Regions from separate parts of the Mus musculus genome. Here region 2 is linked to region 1. The links are chromatin contacts, called in public HiChIP or PLAC-seq maps. All regions are on one chromosome and are shown on one strand. The core of a region is the stretch at or near the end of the contact, and the rest is flanking DNA. Distances in the headings are between cores, read along the strand shown.

Evidence for each region. HiChIP or PLAC-seq counts read pairs in DNA pulled down with a chosen protein or histone mark.
Region 2: an H3K27ac HiChIP or PLAC-seq map of bone marrow-derived dendritic cells shows a contact between it and region 1, with 4 times the contacts expected there. The contact joins the enhancer-like site here to the promoter of Anxa3 in region 1. A contact is called at or near these places in 1 of 484 Hi-C or Micro-C datasets (morula), 3 of 115 datasets of contacts at active chromatin or transcription factors (CD8 T cells, bone marrow-derived dendritic cells and bone marrow-derived macrophages) and 1 of 9 other capture datasets (pancreatic islet).

The regions. Positions count from the first base shown.
Region 1 is chr5:96,788,433-96,795,983 of GRCm38.p6, forward strand. Anxa3 (annexin A3) reads left to right here and starts at 4,953. Exons shown (of 13, transcript NM_013470.2): 1 at 4,953-5,131.
Region 2 is chr5:96,853,172-96,859,917 of GRCm38.p6, forward strand. No RefSeq gene overlaps it. Among named protein-coding and RNA genes, the nearest start is that of Gm33100, 23 kb to the right of the region's middle. Within about 2 kb of position 3,615, at least 20 of the 459 cell types and tissues checked have an H3K27ac peak or open chromatin away from gene starts, as enhancers often do. A contact at or near this core is called in CD8 T cells, bone marrow-derived dendritic cells and bone marrow-derived macrophages, where this site is marked.

The DNA.
Region 1 (7,551 bases), core at 3,703-6,202:
TACACTAGGTTCCCTTCTAAGGCCTATGACTTTTTAGCCACATAGTTGTGGCCCATAGGTTCTATCCTGTGAGCAGGACTCTGTCGCTATCGTCTCCGACCAGCAGAAAAGAAGCGACGAAACCGACGTCCTTCTCAAGGCAGTTTATTCAGGAACTTCACAAATGTGTCGGAAAAAGAATGCCCCAACCTCTCCAGTCCACTCTCCCTCACCCCAGTCCACGTAGGCACAGTTCATTGGCTCAGGACTACATTCTTCACATCATCAGATCTTATGTCGTGGTGCATCTGCACAACGCAGCTCAAGGTACGTGGCTATCTTGAGGGATATGAGGAATCAGGTGCCAGTCATAAGACTTGGCAGCAGTCCCGGGCACCATCTTGGGGCCGCAGCCACACCCGCTCCTCACAAGACTCAAATTCAATTAAAAAAAAAAGTAGTTGGTTGCTCTCATGACATTCATACCACGGTTACACTAGTGGGTGTGTCAGGCCAGTTTTTATTGTAGCTCATAGGGTTCACAGATTGATATGAGGGAGGATAGCCAACACTGAAAACCTTATTTAAAAACCATCATGAAAAGCTACTACCAATCGTGTTTGTAACTACCACTACACTGCCAGTACAGAAAGGAAGAAGGAAAGAAAGAAAGAAAGAAAGAAAGAAAGAAAGAAAGAAAGAAAGAAAGAAAGAAAGGAAGGAAGGAAGGAAGGAAGGAAGGAAGAAAGAAAGAAAGAAAGAAACAAAGAAACAAAGAAACAAAGAAACAAAGAAACAAAGAAAGACAACAGCAGAAGCTTCCTAGAATATAAATATATACGTATGTAAAGTGCTTAAATGAAGTCAATCAATAAGAAGACAATGTGCCTGTTCGATAGTACAGACCAACAAATATAAAGGTCAGTGCCAGAAATACGTTACCACTTTTGGAATTGTTGGACAATGAGATCTCAAACATTACAAGTTATTTGCCATTGCTCTTGGCTTCCCTCCAGCACTTAATAAAACCCTATGGCTGAACACACCGCAGGTGTGAACCACAGATCATAGAAGAGTCACACTGGTACTGACCTGGAAGCCTTGTCTCTACTGGCTGGCTTTCATGGTACCGAGAGGTATCATGCATGCTCCCAGAGGAGGAAGGCAGTCATCAATCTTAGACTTTTGAAATGAGATTTCACCTGTAGCTCAGACTAGTCCCGAACTTTAGGCTCACACCATCCTCCCTCCTTGGTCTCCCTAGTATAGGAGACTACAAACACATACCATTTTGCCAGGCCTCAACTTCATTTATTTTTTAATAGTGCTGTGCTTAACAAGTAACTATGACATTCCTGAATCGTAGCCATTGATTTTATATACTTCCAACATATAATTGCACAGAATAAATACTCTCAATACAAAAAGAGAGGGAGTTGGTTGTAGCAAAACAAGATCAGACCAAAGCAAGAGAGAAATCCAACATGGCAAATGTCAAATGAACCCTCCAACTCCGTATCTGATGTTTGGAAATCATGATGGAGTCATCTCGTCTTGAGCTAGAGAGTGGTCCAGTAAATTCTCACAGCACGCTAGGACGTTTGCAGCCCCTAGCTGCAAACTCTTTTACAGCAAAACAGTTCCAAAAGTCTAAGGACCACATGGTCAGGCTTCTCTCAGCAGCGACACCACTCTAGGCATCACTGTTTATATTAGTCACTTCTCTAATTGTGATAAAAATGCCTGACAGGAGGCAACTTAAGGGGGGCGGGGTATATTTTGGCTCTGTTACATCTTCAGTCCTGCAACAGAAGGGAGCTCACACTCCTGCTCAGCTTGCTTGCTCCTCAATCTTGTGCCTGGGCACACAGGTTAGTGTTGATCTACATTTGAGGAGCATTGCCACCCTTCAGTTAACCTAATCTGAATATCATTCCAAAGATATGCCTAGAGCTTTGTTTCTTAGGTGACTAATCTAGCTCTCCCATCAAATTGACAATCAATATTAATCATCATAGTTGTGTTTTAGATTCCTCGCCTGGCAGACACAAGCAGAAGGCATGCAGATTTCACATGTATCCCTTGTTGCTACATGTATGACATCTCCCATCCAACATACCCCACCAAGCTGGCATACTTCACATTAAGATTAACTTATTTTACCCAGAATCCATAGTTTTCTTAAGGTTTAAGCCTAAGTTTTCTTGGCACCATACAGTCCGTGTTTTGACAAGTATATAATGTCAGTTATCCATCGTTAGAGTCATACTGCATGATTTTACTGCTCTAAAAATTCTCTGTTCCACCTGCTAATACCCTCCCCCACCACAGCTCTTGACAACCACTAACCAACCTTCTCAAGGTCTCCGTAGTTTTGTCTTTTCCAGAATGTCACAGAGTAGGAACCACACCCTTTACAAGCTGGCTTCTTCACTTAACCAGATACATTTCAGGTACCTTTATAGCTTGATTGCTCACCTGCTTTGGGTCCTGAATAAAATTACAATATACAATGTACCACAGTCTACTGCCCATCCACCTACTGAAGGACATCTTGGTACTTTCACATTTCCGCAATTACGAATAAAGCTGGTACAAATACGTATGTGTAGTTGTTAGCGAGCACAGAGCTTCCGTGATACTTGGACAAACACCAGTAAGCACAATTCCTGGATTGAATAATAAGACTATATTTAGTTTTGTAAGAAGCAACTAAATTATCTTCCATATGGCTGGACCACTTTCTTCTTTTATCCTCACTAGCAATCTGTTCTGTGTGGTCAGGCTTGTTAGTAACACTATGACCCTGGGCATTTGATTTAAGTTTTCAAACCTGACCAGACCACCTACAGGGATCAGTGGGTAAAGGCACCTGCCACGGACCTTAACCATCTGAGTTCACATGCCATTGTGCTTGTGAACTCACACACACACACACACACACACACACACACACACTATACATACCATTCCATACCATTCCATACACACATACATACACACACAGCATCTGAGCTCACGTGTCACCTATACAGATACAAGTTTACACACACACACACACACCATCTGAGCTCACATACAATTGCATGCACATACACATGCACACACAAACACATACCTCCCATCTGAGTTCATATGCCATTAAACATGCCACACACAAAAGCATGCACACATACACAAATATGCACACATAGGCACATATACAGACATAAATAAATGTAAAAGGAATTAAGAACTAATAAATAGTATTTTATAGTACTGCTACATCAATATTTGGAACTAACATAAAATAACATATGAGAAAAACTATAACTATGCCCCAATACAGAAAACCTAAGATTCTTGATGAAGTTCTGCACCGAGGTAGAGTAACATCAGGGCTGGTCTGCTGACCACATCCACTTACTTGACCTGCTCACTCAGTTTGTCTACACTTGCTTCCTCTTCTGTACATCTTTATGTTTTGTGGTGGTGGTGGTGGTGATGATGACGGTGATGATGAGGGTAATGATGGTGATGCTGGAGGTTGTGGTGATGCTGGAGGTTGTGGTGGTGATGGTGGTGGTGGTGGTGGTGGTGGTGGTGGTGGTGATAGTGGTAGTGGGGTGTATATGCACATGCGTTTGTTGTGTGTGTCTGAGCATGCAGAAACCAGAGCAGTATGTCTTCCAGTGTTGCTGTCTGCCTTATTCCCTTGACAGAGTCTCACACAGAACCAGGAACTTACCATTGGTTAAGCTGGTTTGCCAGCCAGCTCCAAAACACAGATTAATACCAAATTTTACATGGGTCCTGAGGATTCAAACTTAGGACCTCGTTTTTTACAAACTTTTTACCCTCTGAGATATTCCCCTAGCCCCTCTGTTCCACAGGCTTTAATAAAAACTTCTGTGTCCTAGAAACAACCTGAAGAATGTAAAAGTAAACAGATGACATAGTCCACTAACTTCAATGTCTGATAATTAGTGGCTTTTCCACCTATCTTCTTTCACAGACACTACCCGATATTAAGTGGATGTCTTTAGGTTTCTATTGCTGGGGTAAAACATCGTGGCGAAAAGAAACTTGAGGAGGAAGGAACGAGTTTGTTTCAGTTTATGCGTCCGCAGCACACCCTGCCATTGAAAGAAGTCAGGGCAGGAACCTAGAGGGACCCTGGAACCGGAAGCAGGAGCTTGCGCAAAGGCCAAGGGAAGAATGCTGTCTATTTTGCTCTCTAGGACTTGATCAGTCCTTAAAGGCATACAAGGACCAGCAGCCCAGGGATAGCACCGCCCACAATGGTCTGGGTCCTCCCACCTCAAACGCTAATTAAGGAAACAGAGTCCTAAAGGCTTGCCTAAACCTCATTTTATGGGAGTCACTTTCTCAATTAAGGGTTCTAGTTTGTGGGGAGCTGACACAAAACTGGCCATTTTAGTGGGAATTTAATGTTTATCCTCCGTGACTTACCTGTGGTTCTGAGGGCTCAAAACACAAACACTGGTGCTTCTCTGAGCTCTAATCCTCCCTTTAGAGTCAAAAGGCCAAGCAGAGACACTCCTCAGACTCATAAACTCAAAATCTAGCTCTGCCGTTCTTTCTGTATGATTTGACCTCCCTTGCCTCTGTGACTCCTTGTAAAATGAGTACAATCGCATCTGTCTTGTAGTTTGGTTATCATGCGGGGTTTAGACCAGTGCCTGACTCGAAGGACCCTCTAGGTAAGTAAGCCATACTTAGTATAGGTACCTGTGAGGACTGTCAACTCTGAATCCATGCTGTCTAGAAAATGAGCCAAGCCCTAAAAGGAGGGGGTGGGAGTGGGGGTGGGCGGGGGATGGGCGGGGGGTGAGAAAAGTGAAAAGAAAGAAGACAGAGGAAAGGGTTTGGGTTTGGAGGAAGCTGGAGGAGGATGTGAGGGAGACAGGGGAAGGGGAGGGCTTGCGAGGGGGGCGTGGTGGGTAGGTCACGACTGGAGCAGAGAGGATCCTGGATCCAAGAGCCACTTGCAAGCCGGTCCTGGGCAGTCCGTGAGTAGAAACAGGAGGAGGGGCTGAGGAAGGGTGCGGTCTGGGTTGCCACCCAGGCTAGCCGGGAGCTACGGCCGGCCGAGGCTGATCTTTCACCTTCGCTGAGCTTCTGCCTGGGCTTCGCCTCCGCGGCCCCAAGGGTAAGTTTCCCATGCCCGCCCCTCTACAACCACGGAACATCAGGTTCCCGCGGAGTCCCAGGTCGTGAGCGCAGCTTGCTCCTGGGGCTGTTCCCTCCCCTCCCTTCCCCCAAGCCCTCTTCCCTTCTATGGAAATAGAAGAGACTTGACCTGGGGGGCACAAGGGCCGAGCTGAGTAAGTTATCAAACTTAGGGTCTTGCAGCCCAAGCTCACATCCAGGGGACTGCTCATTCCTAAATGTCTCGGAAACATTTAAAAGAAGAAGGGTTAGAGGAAGGTCTCCTGCCCCTGCTCAGAGTTCTGTGCTGAGAACTTTTTTCCTAAGGCTCCCATGAGAGATCTTTCTCCCCTCCAAGTGTCTTTTAGCTTTACTTTGTATAGGTAGGAGAAAGATGTATTGGACTTTGAGAGTTGGGGAACTTCGGTTTTCTCTTTTAAAAGACACCGTTTTCTTTGATTGCAACAGAATTCTATTCACTAGACATGAATCACCTCCCCTGCTTCTTGAGTCAGCAGGTGAGGTATCGAGGTAGAGGTATGTGGTTTGTGATTGCAAATAGCCATATATAGAAGTTCTGGGTCCTGTGCCAATAGAAAGTTGAGCAGCCGGGGCAAAATTCTTCCCCAGGAGGTGCGTTAAAGAGAAGAGGTTCCTGCCCCCGAGAGAACTTCAGTTTCTACTCCTCACCAACATCATAAAAAGCAGACTAAAAGGTTATTCTATGAAGAATCATTACTGGTTTTCCTGAAGGTGGAAGTTTCAAACTGCCTAGAAAGGTACTTTTAAACTCAAACGAAGATCAGACCACTGTCCGCAGATCTGTTGGTGTTGAGAAATCGGTAGAAATGCCAGCAGGAGGAAGTACAAGAAAATGTAGCTGCTGTAATCCCCTTCAGGAAGGATGTGTTTAAAGCTCTATTGTTAGATCACTTGGCTTGCACTATGGAGTAATTCTCTACTTTTTACAAGCTTAAAGGATGGCTTGATAATACTTCTTAGAAATTTCCACATTATATTGGATCAACAAATGTCAAGCATCAGTTTGGGTCCGGGGCCACAGGGCTTGGGGATTAACGGTTCATTCCTTTGCAATCTAGATGCCTGGGTTCAGTCGGGTCGACCCAATAGCTGTATGGTGGGGATTTCACTATTGCTTCCTGTGCCTCCAGCATCTTCCTGTGCTGTTAATGATGTCTCTCTCACTAACTAGGTTATTCTGAGGCTTATGTTTAAATCATTGAATACAGTTTTTTTTTTTTCATATACACCAGTGAATAAACATTGCACAAATCCCCAGCTTTGAGAGCTCACTTTCTAACACTTTGCCTGTCACCTGACACCTAGTAAAAACACAAGATGCTGGCTGACAGCATAATCTATCTTATTTCCTCCCAGCAATAGAAACAGCCATCTCCCTATTTTACACATGAGGAAATCCTGACTCAAATTAGGTCTCGAATTAAGAGATGTGTTAGCATTTTGTCTGTGTGACAGAACATCTGAGAGGAAGAATTTAAAAGGAAGAAAGATGTCTTTTTAGCTCATGGTTTTAGAGATTTTAGCCCAGGTCAGGTCAGCTGGCTCCGTTGCTAATCATTCAACGTGAGGCAGGACATGCTCATAACAGAGTCCCTGGCAGAGGAGAATACCCCACCTCATGGCCGCCAAGACGCAGAGACCAAGTGTGGGCAGTGCCAGGGAGAATACAGGGAGCTCTGAGGCCGCTCCTAAGGGATCTGCTCTCTTTAGGGAGTCTTACCCCTTAAGCTTCCACTGTTTCCCATTAAATTAGGACACCATCAATGGATTGATCTATTGTTGAGGTTAAAGTGACCATTCCTGATCCAGTTGCTTATGAAACTCCTCAGCTCTGAACACAGCTGCATTCGGGACCAAAATGGGAAGGCCTGTTGTACGTGACAAGAAGCAACCTTATCCTGTATCCACTGTATAGTCTGGAGAGAGATAGAGGGTCAGACCCTTTAATTAGAGAGGACAGGCCAGGGGAGCAGTGGTGGCGCACACCTTTAATCCCAGCACTTGGGAGGCAGAGGCAGGTGGATTTCTGAGTTTGAGGCCAGCCTGGTCTACAGAATGAGTTCCAGGACAGCCAGGGATACACAGAGAAACCCTGTCTCACCTCTGCCCCCCCCCCCCAAAACAAAACAAAACAAAACAAAAAAGAAAAAGAAGAAAAAAAAAGAGAACACAGAAGTTTCAGAGAATGAGCAAACATTAGGGCTAAATACTTCCAGTGACTATTAATGTGGTTTCAGGTCCATCTTTGGCCCTGAACTGCCACTGAAGTTTTAGAATATTTTGTTGCCAGGATGGGTGGGAACAGTTTGTATTTCTGAATCCACACTGGAGACAAGCCAGCACATCTGAGTAATGTTTACTTATGGAAGGTGTGCCTGG
Region 2 (6,746 bases), core at 2,365-4,864, 63 kb after region 1:
GGGAGAGGGAGAGGGAGAGGGAGAGGGAGAGGGAGAGGGAGAGGGAGAGGGAGAGGGAGAGGGAGAGGGAGAGGGAGAGGGAGAGGGAGAGGGAGAGGGAGAGGGAGAGGGAGAGGGAGAGGGAGAGGGAGGAGAGGGAGAGAGACTGTGCCTGGGCATGGGTCCTGCTCTATAGTATGATTGATATACACAGTGAGACTCCACTGGAGAAAACTGACTTGCAGTTCCTTGAGTTTAGTTTCTCAGCAGGTATCAACTGTAAATAACTTCTTGGTTAGAGATGGGACTCTGTCCAATTTGTCCCATCAGTGCCAGGACACATCTGGATTGAACTGGTGCAGGTGTTGTATGTGCTGCCACAGTCTCTGTGAGTTCATATGAGTTCTGAGACTCTCACAACAGCTGGCTAGACCAGCTGGAAGCTGCTTCTGCCTCTGGTTATCCTAAGGGACTAGAGACTGCAGATACTTATGTAAGCGCTATGTGCCTGAGGGATAAAAGCCGGATAGAACATGGAGGCAGAGCCATGACCTTAGGATCAGGATGCTCAGATCTGGAAGACCCTGTTTCCTTGGAGTCATTCCTCAGCTACAGCCATTCTTCCTCCTCTTCTGCAAAGATCCCAGATTCTTGACAAGACAGGCTTGATGACAACGCCCCATCAAGTGCTCAGACTTCTCTCACTCTGTATATTGTCCAGGTGTGATTCTATGTCAGTTATATTATTTTTACTTTAATCATAAGATAATCATACAAAGCAGCTATTATTATTAGTTTGGAGATTGAAGGATGATTACTTAAATAGTTCTAGACATTCTTGATCTAGTGATATTGATCCTGGGGTCGTTTGGGACAGAGCCTCGGTCCTGGCAGTCCTCACAAGCTAGGTTAGGGCACTTGTCCTCGATAGATCAGTTAAGGAAATAGGTAATAATGAAAAACAGAAAAGAATTTATTCAATACAGTAACATTTGAAAGAAGAACAAAGAAAGATATTCAGTGGTGTGCAAACCCATCAATAAATGTGGCATCTGGGTTTAAATAGAGGGAAAGAGGTGGGCATAACTACGCAGTCAGGGTCGAGATGTGACCACCACTAACCCCCTGTCTAGGCTCTCATCTGTCCTACAAGATGGTCTGACAAGTTGTGAGGGTCTCTTTTCCAGAGACAAGCTCCTTTTCTGGTTGGCATCTTGGGAATGATTGTCTCCATAATTTGAAGGAAAAGTTGTCTCTCTGTAGTATATCTTCATACCTACCACACAGTTGCAAGATCTTACCTCAAAAAGAAAGACGATTCTGCTACCTTATATCATATGTTATTATAGTGTTAGTCAAGGAGGGTGGTTTTCATTGCCTCTGATTTCCACAAGGTGGCAGGTCAACTTCAAAGCCAGATGGTTGGTTTTGTGTCCAAGTAACAAAATCTATTTTACTTGTTTAAGAGTAGTTAGTCCAGATAGGAACTACGTGGAAACATGCTTTGCAGAGTGCATGTCATATTCCAGGAGTCTTGTTGTGACTGTAAACACTTTCTCAATGAAGATTACGTAACTCAGTTCTTTGCTGTTCATCATTCTCGGGGAAGTCTGCATTTATATGAAGTATGTGTATGTGCGTGCATGTGTGCGTGCGCGCGCGTGTGTGTACATATATATATATATATATATATATAATACATTTGTATGTATATATGTATATACTATATGTGTCTGAGTGTGTGTATACTAGCTTAGTCATGGATCACCTTCACTGATGAGTATCTGCAAGTCAGCTCACTGAACACTGGTTAATCCATGAAGACAGTGAAGGAGAAACTTTGCAATCTGGAAGGAGCCCTGGCCTTGTAATATGGTGAACGTTAGAAGGCAGGAGACTCTAGATCAAGAATATACTTGGTCTGGAGATTAGGTGCTTCAAAAATGGCAAATGAAGATACTGGATAGAAGGTTCTCAAAGAACCTACTCGTGCTTTTGAAGGAAATGTTTAGGGTAATGTGATCCAGAATTTACTTCTGTATATTTTCTGCTGTCCATTTTCATATCATTTGCATGCCATGTTGATAGCCTCCAATTTCTGCATCTGAATTGTCTTGAATGCATTGGGTTTGGAATCAGATCAGTCTGGGCTCAGATCTTGGCTTTCTACTTAACTACAACAACGTGTATGTAAATCAGTATGTAATTGGCAAATACTCCTCTCTTTGCAACCTGATACTTCAGCTACAAGTAAGTCCTTACCCAAAAGAGTTATGAATATTTAATGACATGAAGAGTATTAGAAAGTTAACTCAATAAAATTCAATTAGTGGAGAAAGACATAAAATCATTTGCCCTGCCATACTAACCTGAGGTGGCCAGAAGAAAGATACCTAAGCAACTACCTAGGGCATCACTACCACAAATGAATGTGTGATGGAGAGATGGGAAGATGGAGTTTGTGGTGGTGAGATAGAGGAAAAAGCAAAGCCAAGGGGTTTGTATACTATGGAGAAATATGGAACTGGAGACTGAACAGCAGCAAGATGAGGAGGCCATGGTGGTCTCCACATGGTCTTAGCCCAGGTCTCTGCCACAAAAGGCCATGTCTGGATTCATGATGCAGCTAGGGTCTGTGTCATTGTCTGTGGCCTGAGTTACCACCAAAGGTGAAAACCATGTGGATGTCTGAGGGTGTGCTGGCATGGGGGTGAAGGGGATGATGTACTGATCTGAATAGCGCATCACCTGAGGCCATGGGACATCCAGGCCCAGGTTGTTGCTAGGGATCATGTCTGGGTTCATGGTCCTAGGGCATCATGGGTCTGTGTTGATGTCCCTTGGGCATGCAAGCGCTGGCTGGCTCTATACCTTGTGGGAGATGTTCTCCCCTTCCTTACCTCTTTCCAGCCTTGGCCCTGAGGTTATGAGAGCAGAAGAGCTGTCTCTGCCCCTCACTGATTGTAGCACTAAGGAGTGTGGGCTCTACACCTTGCCAGAGCAGCACAGTACAGCTGACTCTGGTGGCAGGGGTGCAGATGAGCCAGGCCCAAGAACATGAGAGCAGGAGATTTGACCCTGCCCCTCGCTGAATGCAGCATTAAGTGAGCTAGCCTGGGAACTACTGGAGAGCTTGCCCCAATGGTATGGGCCTAGGAAGACTAACCAAATCATCTACCTCCCAGGCCCAGATCCAGAACCAAATAGGGCTTTGAGTTGTCCTACCCCAACATCTACCCCATCTATGATCTGCTAGAGCATGTGAAAGGGCTGGACCAGCAGAGGCAAAGCTAGAGCATCTCCATGATACAGGACAACAACAGGATATCTGAGAGGGGTGAAGACCCAGTATTGATAGTGTAACAGAAGCCAGAAGCCTCAAACCAGACTAATGATTCATTGCCATAAACATTTGCAAGTAAAGATGTGTGACAGAAGGATACACTGTGTGACACACAGTGACACACGACAGATGTTTTGTTTTTTTGGTTGGTTGGTTGGTTGGTTGGTTTGATTTTTTACTTTTATTTTTTATTTTCTTTAGGGAAGAGGTTACAAGGGTGGAGCGCGAGGGCAAAGACATGAGTGGGATAGGGGAACATGATGTGCAAGAGGTTTCAGAAACCTTACTTAGTAGTCTGGGGACATGACTCAGTGGGTAAAGTCGCTGTCTGGTGAGCAGAAGCCCTGGAGTTTAGTTCCTAGTACTATGTAAATCAGCAGGAAGTGTTCAGCAAACAACTGAAGAAAAAAAATAAATACAATTTATTTTAGTCTCTCAGTAAAATATCTCTAAATCTTTGGGGGACGTCTTTGGGGAAATATCTCTTTCATAAAGGGAATCAAACACGTATAGTTTCATGATTACCGGACTGGACAACAGATTCACGCTCAAGCCAGGACAGCACAGGTTTCTATTGTTGCAGATAGCTGTGTGGTTCTGGTAAGTCAGTGTAGCTGCACACTTGACCCAGTGCCTTCACCCTGTAAAGTGCTCCATAAGTGCTAGCCATTGTTCTCTGGCTCCATTTGGAAAACTTACAATGGCTTGTACTCATTCATTTGGGGGATGTAGGATGCTGTGAAGTTCTCTTGAGTTTGCAATTCTGAGAGAAGATAAAAGTTGACCTCCTGGTAATTCCCCTCCTGCAAGCCTTGCTTTATGAAGCACGGAAAGTACCCCCAAATTTCTTTTCAAAACTACCCAGTTAGTGAGTAGACTCAGACCCTCCCACTCACTCTCTCAACATCTCCTCTAGTCCCTGAGAACCAAGTGAGATTGGTGACTTTGTACTTAAGTCACTTTGCTGCTCTGTTGTTTCTTCCAGTTAAAGTAAGTCTTTCCTGATGACATCTTCTCCGCCATGAGTAGCCCTGCTTAGAGACTACAGTCTGCGTGTTCTTCCATCACCTTTTCAATGTCAAAGAGGGAGAGTTTCAAAGAAGGGCAGTTACCCAATAGCACTAATGTTAAATGGCTGCTGTGTGTTGGGCTAATCTTGTGTGCACTGTGTCAAGGTTACCTTTGTATTATTCAAGTGCTGATTCTGTATGGGCAGAGATTTGAACACCGGAAGGCTTTATATTGTTATTTTTATGACATATCACCTATCTCTGTGTTATGTAAACATCTTCTCCATCGCCTTCTGACTGGTTTACTAAATGGTAGAGCAGCCTATAGCAAAGCAGGAGAGGAAAGTTGTAACTTCCGGGTAGAGATGGGAATTCTGGAAACACACACACACACACACACACACACACACACACACACACACACACACACGGGAAGGTGCTGGAACTGAAGGAGAAGTAACTAATGAGCCACATGGCAGAATTTAGATCCGAATAAATGGGTTAATTAAGTTATACAAGCTAGTTGGGAAATAGCCTGAGCTAAGGCCTGAGCTATCATAAATAATAATTGTCTCTGTGCCATTACTGGGTGGCTGGTGGGTCTGAGGCAGTCTGGGCAATAGCTGCAGTATGCTTGAAAAGGAAATGCCAGACTTCAACCCAAGCCAGCCAAACAATTCATCCAAACCACACTGTGCACACAGGAAAACTGGTTGTCTGCACCTCCTTCCAGTCTCTCTGGGTGCAACTCTAAGAGGGTGAAAAGAGCCACAGTCCCAAGTGGCTTTGCTAGCCCTAGGGTTGCACTAAAGCAACTGGTGTGGTTTGCTGACACTGATCACCTGGGTGGTGGTGGAGAGAGAGCTGAAGAGGACATTGAAATCCTTCCTCCTGCAGGAATGAGCCCCAGTGAGGAGGAGAAGAAAGCAGAGAACAAAGAGTGAGGCAGTAGGTGACAATGAGCCTCAATTAGCAACTACTTTCAAAGAACAATGGCACACTGGTCTAGGTGGTCTACAGTGTCTACCTCAGATGGCCTTCACAGATCTGCCATATGGAAACACCTACTTCTTTTGTGTTGTGCTATGTTAGAAAGCCAAGTCCTCATAAGAGAAACTGAGCTCACCCACTGCAAATCCTCCTGAAGCAGGTGTTCACAGAGCTCTTCATGGGAAACGTTGACTTCCGTGCTCACCACTCCAAGCAAGCTCCTCCAGCCTTTCAGTTCTTCAATACTTACTTCATGGTGACCATGGGTGAAGCTTCATGGTAACCATGGGTGAAGCTATGTTACTATGTGCTAGGGTTATGAAGATGAATAAAGCCACACGTTTTCTGGTTTCAAGAAATTGCTGTTCTGTGTACAGAATGTTGTGTTCAAAGGGGTCTGGTTAAAAAACAAACAAACAAACAAACAAACAAGCAAGCAAGCAAAACCACAAAAAACACCTGGTCGAAGAATCCAGTGACATGATTGTTCCATTAGGGGGAAGGTTTCTGTTTGTTTTTATTCTCTCATGTTAAGCATCCCCTCCCTCTCCTCCTCTTAGCCCCCAACCTCATCTCCCCTCTCCCCTAGACCACTCCTCCTCCATAAAGAGCAAGCTTCCCAGTGATACCAACCAAACATGACATAACAAGATGCCACAAAACTAGGTACACACCCTCATATCAAGGCTGGATAACGCAACTCAGTTGGAGGAAAAAGGTTCCAAGAGCAAGCAAAAGAGTCAAGATACCCCCACTCCCATTGTTAGGAGTCGAACAAACACTCCAACCTAGACAACTGCAGCATGAGTACAGAGAACCTGCGTAGGCTCTGTGGTTGCCTCTTCAGCCTCTATGAGCCCTTATGAAGCCTGCTTAGTTGATTCTGTGGGTCTTGTTTTTATGGGATCCTTAAACCCTCTGGCTCCTATGATCTTTCTACTTCCTTTTCTGTAGGGTTCCCTAATATTTAGGTGTGGTGTTATGCCCGAGTTGCAGAGAACCCAAAGACCACCAAGGAGCCAATTCCAATGGAAACACACGAGGGTCTTCACCTTGTGTGAAGCAAGGCCGCTCACTGTCACTGTCTCAGCAGGTCAGAAGTGAGAGTCTTGAGTCTAGGGGTGCGGGGTATTTATTTTTTTACAGCGAATTTGGGGAACTTCCATACGGGTCAGAAGTTAATATTTTAAAATTTTCATTTCTGACATAATCTGAAAAAAAGAAAAAAAAAAAAAACCATGGGGTGAACCCACCTGACAAACAGCATGGCTAAGTTAACTATTTTCTGTAGGATGTCTTAGATTGTCTATATGTAGTCTAACTGACTGTTGCAAAGGAGGGAGGGGGCAGCCTTAGGATGTTTGCTCAAATGGACTTTGTCGGACAAAACAGAGCTCCTTCTCAAAAACAGAGTTGGTTGGGCT